3 separate regions of the Oryctolagus cuniculus genome follow, and regions 2 and 3 are each linked to region 1. A link is a contact called in public Hi-C and Micro-C data. All regions are on one chromosome and are shown on one strand. The core of a region is the stretch at or near the end of the contact, and the rest is flanking DNA. Distances in the headings are between cores, read along the strand shown.

Region 1 (3,409 bases), core at 876-3,375:
GGAGAGAGAGAGAGAGAGAGAGGAAAGAGGATCCTTCATCCACTGATTTACTTCTCAAATGCAGCAGGGACTGTGTCAGGCAGAAGCCAAGAGGCAGCAGTTCAATTCGTGTCTTCTATGTGGGTGGTAAGGACCCAAGTACTTCAGCCAGTAACCATTGCCTTCCAGGTGTGCATTAGCAGGAAGCTGGATTTGGGACCTGGGACTTGGATCCAGGCACTCTCACAGGTGGTATGGGTATTTCAAGTGTTGTCCTAACAGGGGAACCAAATGCTCCCTGCCTTCTCCCATGAACTTTTTGAGGTCCCCTTGTATACCATACTAATTTTAAAGTCCTATTGCAATTTATTAGGGCAGAGGCTCAGGCCCATCAGTAATTTATATAAGGAAACCTATATTAGAGTAGCAATGATGGCTGACACTATATGTTGAGAACTGGGTAATTCAAGTGCCAAATGGACATGGGGCAGCGAATTGGACACTAAACCACAGATGTACTGCAGATGTACTGATGAGTTACAGTTTTGTGATGAAGCCTGCTGATTTAAGACCTGTAAGCCAGCAAAAACCATGCTTGGTAAAAGCATGATGCTGCAGAATTTCACCAGTCGTTGTGGAGAGAAAATTGGGGAAGAGACATTGAGGAGGTGAGACAAAGGGAATGGGAGGAGACTACAAAATTCTCGATATGATACATAAAATGCTAGGTATCTATTAACTTTGCATGTTTTGAAAGAGTCACCAGATTGAAGCACAGGATTTTGGATTTGGCTGGCAGATGGTGTACACAGATTTTCAGAGTATGTTAGCATTCACTTGAAACTAGCAAGATTACATATGACTATCATGGTAACAACATTGACAGAGGTTTTTTTTTTTTTTTTTTGACAGGCAGAGTGGACAGTGAGAGAGAGACAGAGAGAGAAAGGTCTTCCTTTGCCGCTGGTTCACCCTCCAATGGCCGCCGCTGCAGCCGGCGCACCGCGCTGATCCTGGCAGGAGCCAGGAGCCAGGTGCTTTTCCTGGTCTCCCATGGGGTGCAGGGCCCAAGCACCTGGGCCATCCTCCACTGCACTCCCTGGCCATAGCAGAGAGCTGGCCTGGAAGAGGGGCAACCAGGACAGAATCCGGCGCCCCAACCGGGACTAGAACCCGGTGTGCCGGTGCCGCAAGGTGGAGGATTAGCCTATTGAGCCACGGCGCCGGCTCATTGACAGAGGTTTTAAAGTTTATACTTAACCCTGGGGTAAATGTGGGGCACTAGTAACATTTCCAAAGGCTTTGTTAATAGATCTGGATCTCACAGGACAGACTCTCAGGACACAATAGCTCCTCTAAAATGTCCACAGGGCAGTGTCAATGTCTTGCCATGGAAACCCGGCTGATCCAGTAAAAGATGCCAAAGGGAAGCAAGACTAAACCTGGGAAGATGGCAGGTAGTGCTGTCTGCACTCCTGGAATGAGACTTCTCCATTTACCATCTTGTCTCACTTCCTTGTATGGTCTGGACCTTTAATCACCCCATCAGTCAGCCTTGTAGGGTCAAGCTAATCGCTGTTGACATCATCCTACTACTTCCCTTTTCAAATTCCAGGGAAGCTATGTGTTTCCTGTCCTATTTGACACCCCAGAAGATGAATACTGGTCGGTTTGTATCTAAATTTAGACCGGCAGCAACGTTTTCAGGGTAGGGATAAACAAAACCAGGTGACATTTCCAAGCCTCTCAAGGAAGGCAGGGAGAAACCATTCTGGGAGAGCTTCAACACTTCCACAGCAGAGACAGGCCTGCTGGCAGGGTTTGGGAACTAGGCCGCCGGAGCTTCTCCTTTAAGTCGGGAGGACGGCTTTGGGGGCGTCTCCAAACGCACTCTCTCTGCCAGGGAAGCCCCAAGAGTCGGAACTCTAGACACCACCTTCCTCACGGGAAGCTGTGCAGGCAGCTGCACCTCCTCTTTGTCAAGCCGTTGGTTTCAATCACAGACAAGAGGACACCCTTAGGGTGGGGTGAGAGAGGGCAGAAGCCGGCCGCCCCACTCCACCCCCCTTCTGTGACCCCCCCAGCCCTGCGACCTGTTGGCAGGGAGCGTCACGTGACGCGCTGGGCCGCGCACTGCCCCCGGGCGGGCCTCCTGTTGCGCCCGCCGGGCGGGTTCCATCCCGTAACGCGCGGGCGCCGCCCCGCTCTTCCCTCGCTGAGCGAGGGAGGGCGGGCGTCGAAGAGGAAAGGGAAGGAAAAGGGGGCGGGAGAAGGGAGAAGGAGGGGCGGCGCCCGAGTCACGTGACCCGGGGGCAGCCCGGAAAGCTCCGAGGAGGAGCCTGGCGCCGCCATTTTCCTGCAGCTGCCTGTCCCTCTTGCCCGGCCCGGCTCCAGCTGACCAGGGGAGGGGTGGGCTGAGCTGAGGCGGGGGCACGGGAGCGCCCGACATCGTGTCCGACCCCGCGGCTGACACGAGCCGGTTCTCTTCGGGCTGAGTGGCAGCGCGCGGCCCTGAGCCCCGCCCCAGGCCGGCAGGCGGGGAAGGAGCCGGTGGGGGTAGGGGGTGCGGTGGGGGGTGGGGACCTCCGGCGTCTGGGGGTCCCGGTCCCCGCCGGCTGCCGAGCGGGAGGGGTGGCGGAGCAGCAGCAGAGATGTCTGGCCAGAGCCTGACGGACCGAATCACCGCCGCCCAGCACAGTGTCACCGGCTCCGCCGTATCCAAGACAGTATGCAAGGCCACGACCCACGAGATCATGGGGCCCAAGAAAAAGCACCTGGACTGTGAGTGAAGCCCACTGCGCCTCCCCTACCCCCACCCCCACCCCCGGCGCCACCCGCGTCCTTGTCTCCATCTCTTTCCTTACCCCCTTCAGCTGTCTCTCCCCTGCCTGCGTCGGAGTGGCACGGCCGCTCGTGTGCTCCCTGTGCTTCTATCACACCTGCCTTCATGGCCTGCGGCCGCCGGGTCTCTGTGACCGAGCCTCGGACTGGCCACTCCCCTCCCGCTTCCTAGGGGCCCCTCACCCCGCCGACTCGCCTTCCCCTCTGGCTCCAGCAGCCTTGTGCTCTTCGTCCCAGCCGTCCCGTGCCGCCCTGAGCGTCTCCCGGCTTGCTCCCGGTCTCGCCGGCTCATTGTTTCCCCATTAGCCGCCTTCAGGTTTCCGTAGACTCGCGTTTCAGTGGCCTCAGAGCCTCTTAGCCCGCAGCTTGTTCACGGCTGCCTCTGGAAGGGGTTCCCACTTCCTTTACTCCATTGGCTGCTTTTTCCTTCCCAGCTTTCTCTTCCACTTTCCGTCCCCCATTTGGGTTGCCTTTTTCTGCCTCTGTTGCTTTAGTTCAGTTCTTTCAACTCGTTGTGTTTTAATTATCACACGCAACGCCCGGACTTTCACCCTGGATTACCTTTTTTCGTGGAAGTGAAAGTGAAGTT
Region 2 (2,939 bases), core at 124-2,623, 150 kb before region 1:
TGCTTTGTCCAATCTTTTCTGCAAATGCTTGTCAGGCTTACCGCCTTCTCTTTATTCACATCTTGGCTTCCCTAGTCCAGATTAAACTTAACTTACACCCGGATTGCTGTCATAATTTCATCTCCTCTCCATCCTCCCCAACACTTCCCTTTTCAAGGCTTCATTTCCCCTTTTCAAGGCTTCACCACAACCCCTCAGTCTCATGTCCAAGCCCCAGAGCATTCAGCCCCTCAGTGCTCGCTAGCTGGGTTGTTGTCTGGCATGGATGCTGTGTTATAAACTACACCGCCCTTTCTCACCCTCTTACTTTACCAAACTTCAACTCCACAAGTATTCTCACTTTCATCTGCCAAATCAAAAATCCCAAACATCTTTAAGGCTCATCCTGTATTCCTTTTGCCCCCCAAGAAGATTTATCCAATAAATCCCACCAAACAGATCTCTTCTTTTCTCCACCCACATAATTGAAAGCTTTCTTAAAAGTCATATAGAACAAGCCTTCAATTTTATAGCTATGAGAGACTCACCAGTCTTACAACCAGAAGGTTTAAAACTAGAATCCAGGCGTCTTGAGTTTAGGTTCTGTCCCACAACAACTTACTGCCCTTTTTAAAAAATCAACTATAAGGGACTGACGCTGTGACATAGTGGGGAAAGCCACGTCTGCAGTGCCGGCATCCCATATGGGCACGGGCTTGAGACCCAGATGCTCCACTTCCAAACCAGCTCTCTGCTATGGCCAGGGAAAGCAGTAGAAGATGGCCCAAGTCATTGGGCCCCTGTACCCATGTGGGAGACCCAGAGGAAGCTCCAGGCTCCTGGCTTCAGATCAGCCCAGTTCTGGCCATTGTGGCCATCTAGGGAGTGAACCAGCAGATGGAAGATCTCTCTCTCTCTCTCTCTCTCTCTCTCTCTGCCTCTCTGTAACTCCTCCTTTCAAATAAAAAAATCAATTATGATGTATTTTAGAATTGAATTGTTTTTAATCTTATATTTTGTTTAATGTTTATAAATAATATATCTCTGATTAGATTATAAACAGCTTAGGAACAGTGACCGGTGCAAGGTCCACATTAGGTGACAAGCCCCTATTGTGTATTGAAGGCTAAACTTCAGAGTAAGTGTTAGAACAGGATTCACATCCCCCATGATGTCTGTCAAGTTAATGATTTTTATGAATATATTAGGGACCTCCATACTTAATCAAAACCAAGCTGAGGGAACAGAAAGGCCTGAATTACTTCATACTTCAAAATAGTTCCTGAATGTGGGACAGCGCTGCAACTAGCTTCAGTATTACTGTGACCTGCAGGAAGAGGGAGCTTATCCTGACTTGCACCAAGGCTGCAGATTTCCTGGTAACTTCAAGGGCTGCAGCACAAGGCAGGAAAGGAAGGGTGGGACTTCCCTTGTTACGGTAAAGTCTATACAGCTTTCTGGGAAGCTCATAAAAATATGAATTTTAGGAAGAAGACTGTCACTACTGAGAAAAAAAGAATGACGACACTGAAAGAGATGACCTTTAACCAGGAGGAAGTAGAAGGAAAAAAAGAGGAAGTAGCTAGAGCAAAGGAAGACAAAAGGAAATTTGGCACAACAGGGTAGGTTTTGTGAATGCTGTGCTTTTATTTAAATAGAAGGTAGACAAATGAGTTATTTTTAGACTGGTGCGGCAGGAAGATAAGGATGAAATGAAAGATTTAAAGAAATACTCTGAGAATAGAATTAGCATATGTTCCCCAGGAATTGCTTTCCTATTTTACTTCAATAAATACTAACTTGCTGTATATTAAAATCCTATGTGAGACACAGTGATGTAAAAATAAACAATTGAGTTCCTAATTCAAAGAATGGTCAGTCAGCAGAAGAGACTTACAAATGAACAATTACAGGAGAGTCTGCTGCCTTCTATGTACTGTGTGTTAATAGAAGACAGAGGGGCTGGCACCATGGCTCACTAGGCTAATCCTCTGCCTTGCGGCGCTGGCACACCGGGTTCTAGTCCTGGTCGGGGCGCCGGATTCTGTCCCGGTTGCCCCTCTTCCAGGCCAGCTCTCTGCTGTGGCCAGGGAGTGCAGTGGAGGATGGCCCAAGTACTTGGGCCCTGCACCCCATGGGAGACCAGGATAAGTACCTGGCTCCTGGCTCCTGCCATCGGATCAGCGCGGTGCGCTGGCCACAGCGCACCAGCCGCGGCAGCCATTGGAGGGTGAACCAACGGCAAAGGAAGACCTTTCTCTCTGTCTCTCTCTCTCACTGTCCACTCTGCCTGTCAAAAAATTTAAAAAAAAAATAGAAGACAGAGGGGAAATGCTTACATAGTAGTAAGGAGTCAAGGAATATTTATAATGATGAGTGAGGATAAGTTTAAGCATTTACCATCTGTCAGGCAGTCTGCTAAGTTCTTTATGTGGATTATGTATTTGATCCTCACAATAATGCAAGTTCTGGTCTGTTCTCAGTCTTTTAAATTGTTTAAAAAAATCATTCATTGACTTAATTGTTTCATAAGCAGAGATACAGACAGACAGACAGACAGAGCTCCCATCTTCTGGTATATGGCTCAATTACCCAGAAGGCCAGGCCTAGGCCAGGGCTGGAGCCAGGAGCCAAAAACACAATCTAAGTTTCCCACATAGAATGCAGGACCCCAATCACTTGAGTCATCATTGCTGTCTCCTAGGGTCTACATTAGCAGGGAGTGGATCAGGAGTCAGAATCAAATGCTGAACCCAGGTATTCCGATGTGGACAAAAGTATCTTAACCCATGTCTTAAATATCTGCCACTCTTCTCACTCTTTAGGTACAAGATTGAGACATAGAGAAGTGAAGTAACTTATCCAAGATCAAACCTAAGTGGTGCAGTGAAAGTTTAGCAAGGAGAAAACTTGGGTCAAGTGTAAAACAAACCAAAAAGTAAAAAAATAAAGTAAAACAA
Region 3 (3,060 bases), core at 190-2,689, 230 kb before region 1:
TGGATTCGCACAGGACGGGAGCAGACACCAGGCGCTCTTAAACACTCATTCAAACTCCATTAACTCAAAGATCTACCCTTTGCATCCTGAAGATTCTACAGGGGTCAGAGCGACACAGTGCCCGAACTCCTTTGAAAGAGTTCTCGACTGCCCGCTCCTTCCCACTCTTAGGGAAAAAAAAAAAAGAAAATCTAGCACGCCTTTTAAACTACTGGAATCTCAGACCCGCACTCTTCCCTCTATCTCCCAAAGGCCCGAACACTTCCCCACAGGCAGAGGAGAGCTCTCGGACCCATGCTCTCACTTAAGCCACTCTCCTTGGCCAACTTTCTGCCTGCTCTCGGCCGCGGCTCAAAATCCCCGCCAGACACAGGTTCGACTTCGCCCGCACGCCCTCCCCATCCCGGGCACGGGGTGACACCTCTCGCTCTACCCCCTCCCCGCCCCAGCGCCGGCCCCCCCATCCCGCACCCGCAGTTTTTAAAGAATCTAAAAACTCCCACTCCGCAGAGTCCCGTGGCTGCTCCGGGCCGCACTCACATTTTCGTCTCCAGAGAGGTCCGGGTTGCTGTTCTCGTCGCTGCTCAGCTTCTGCTTCTTGGCCGCAGGCATGTCTGTTCCCGCCGGCGCTGTCGACACTTCCCTCTCGGACATATTCCTCCGCCTCCCCCCAGGTTCCTGCCGCCTCGGGCGGGGCCTCCGCCACACCGCCGTCAAGCAAGCCCGTCCGGAGCTTGCCGCAAAGTTGCCACTGCCGCCGCCACCTCCACCGCTCCCCCCAGTGTCGCAAATCGCGCCCAGCCGCCGAGGCGGGCGTGCGTGCGACCCCGCCACACTGCTGAAAAAGGGGCGCGCGCGCGCGCCCTCCTGCGCGGCTTTCTGGCTCCTTCCCTTTCCCGACTCCCGTTTTGCCCTTTTCCCGCCGCCCCCCCGGCAGTTTGCACGGAGATGTAGGATCCGTTGGCTTAAGAGGGTAGTATTTCGTATGTCTCCCGTCCCCACCACCACCTCGAAAAGAACAGGCAGAACTCAAAAGGGATGCTCCGTCACCCCCTTCCTCCTTCCAGAGACGTTTCAGCCGCAATTGGCCCAATCCTTCGATCTCCGACTCGCTGCAAAGGGAGCGAAAGTCTGTGGATGGAGTAGACCACCGGTGTCCCAGGGGACGGGGGAAGCTTTGCTAAGTCACCTCTTGCTTAAGCTCTGCGTGCCAAGAGTCTTTAAACCTGAACTCGGGAGGTGACGACTTCACGAGATTCACGAGATTATGCCAACGTAACTTTTGCTTGAGGATGGGAATTTAAAAACCGTAGACTGAGTCGCACTTGCTTCCCCCATCTGGCAAATGGAAGGCACCCACCTGGAGGTGCGCACGCGCCGAGGCGTATTCTCGCGCTGGGTTGTGGGGGTCCCTCCTCCTCCAGGCCCCTCCTCTTTTCGAAATCTTGTTTGCTGAACCTGGTAGTTTTCTACTGCGTGTGCATAGCCAGGGATGGATTTCAAAGCGCTACCAATCATCGTCTCAGGACGCACCCTAAATTCTTGACGGATGTTTGGTCTGATGAATATTTATTGCAATAATTTTTTTAACCTCAACCGGTTGTGGCCAATATTGGCTAAGGTTTAAGTAGAAGTGTGCTAAAATTACAGACCCTTGAACAGCTACAACTCAAGTGCTCTTTTTAAACAAGGCCCTGAAAAACTCAAAGGCCTATAAATCGGTGGATAGTTCCAACTATGAACCCGTGAGACTTAAGCGACAGGCAAATAACAATACAATTTTAGTACTTCACCAAAATAGTTTCTGTTACTTACATCTGCACTCTTGACAGGTGCAGAATACATTGGTGAGTCTTGTTGATTTGTCAGATGGGTCATCAAGCCGTACAACTGAAGGAAACGCAGCCTCCTTTGTTTTAGAACACAGTTGTGAGTGCTGGTATTTCTGGACCTCAGTGTCCTCATCTGTAAATGCGTGGAAGTGAGAAGGAACCCAGCATACCTTGAGCACCTGCCTGATATGTTTTCTCTTTTGGATCTCGTCGTAAGACACAAGGGATAACCAGTCTAGTGTCGCAGCCATAAAATTGTAGTATACTTGAATTACTTCTGCAAGATGATTTGACAGTGAGAAGATCTGTTTTACTCTCTGCAGATTGCAAGTCATTCCTCCTTTTGAAGTTAGCAGAGAATTCTTGGTTGAGAATGAAAAAAGGAAAGTGAAGCAAAGAGAGGGCAGAGTAAGACATATTTACAATAAAGATTCAGGAAAAATATGGACGCTGAAAAAGTCCAGGTCTTACTAATTGCAGTATTTGTGGAACACTCTCAATGTGCCAGGCACTGCTAAGCACTCCTCAGGTGTGGGGGAGAGATGTGACAGATGAGTCAGCTATGAGAAAGGTAAGATGTGCTTCAGTGTGACACCTTTTTGGGCAAAGACAGATACTCTGTTTTATTGAGAAAGCTGTTTGTGAAATATAACTCTACAAGGAACGGATAATCAGCTAACACATTTCAGATTGCTGCGTGGGTCCAGTGGGATGTGGGAGTCAGCTTCTAGTCATAACATGGAGTAAGTGCTGACCATTTGGATAAAGGGTACATGAAAAGAAAATAACCCAAAGATATTCAGCACTCATGTTATCTGTAACAAAGCAAAAATGTTTTTAAAGAGTCTTATTAAAACTAGGAGGGATTTTTTATATGTTCTGATACGTTTGGGATGGATGAATGATGGAAATTAGTTCATATTCATTATAACTAATGTTAAAGATAAATTATTCTGATACTTCCTTCAGGACTATTTTGAAAGAGACCAAGATTGTAGGGGAGAGAAATTGGGCTCAGCTCCTCCAAACACAACAAATACAAGTGGGGATTTAAAATCAAAGAGTTGCTGCTGTTGGCCTGGCCTAGCCCTGGCTATTGTGGGTATTTGGAGGGTGAACCAGTGGGTAGAAGATCCTCTCTCTCTCTCTCTCTCTCTCTGTATGTGTGTGTGTGTGTGTGTGTGTGTGTGTCTGTATCTGTCTCTCTGCCTTTCAAATAAAATGAAAG

What was found. A called contact is a pair of places that touch in the nucleus more often than the background predicts.
Region 2: a contact with region 1 is called in a Hi-C map of skin fibroblasts, with 2.0 times the contacts expected there. The contact joins the enhancer-like site here to the promoter of PICALM in region 1. A contact is called at or near these places in 2 of 6 Hi-C or Micro-C datasets (skin fibroblasts and an unstated tissue).
Region 3: a contact with region 1 is called in a Micro-C map of ear pinna, with 9 times the contacts expected there. The contact joins the promoter of EED here to the promoter of PICALM in region 1. A contact is called at or near these places in 2 of 6 Hi-C or Micro-C datasets (ear pinna and skin fibroblasts).

Annotation. Positions count from the first base shown.
Region 1 is chr1:77,154,388-77,157,796 of mOryCun1.1, reverse strand. PICALM (phosphatidylinositol binding clathrin assembly protein) reads left to right here and starts at 2,125. Exons shown (of 20, transcript XM_070076422.1): 1 at 2,125-2,760. The coding sequence starts at 2,631. It overlaps LOC138843109 (a long non-coding RNA gene), which reads right to left and starts at 2,965. Exons shown (of 3, transcript XR_011389911.1): 1 at 2,844-2,965.
Region 2 is chr1:77,300,710-77,303,648 of mOryCun1.1, reverse strand. It overlaps the pseudogene LOC100338202. Among named protein-coding and RNA genes, the nearest start is that of EED, 86 kb to the left of the region's middle. Within about 2 kb of position 1,373, at least 3 of the 8 cell types and tissues checked have an H3K27ac peak or open chromatin away from gene starts, as enhancers often do.
Region 3 is chr1:77,386,547-77,389,606 of mOryCun1.1, reverse strand. It overlaps EED (embryonic ectoderm development), which reads right to left and starts at 1,439. Exons shown (of 12, transcript XM_002708655.5): 1 at 541-1,439. The coding sequence starts at 654.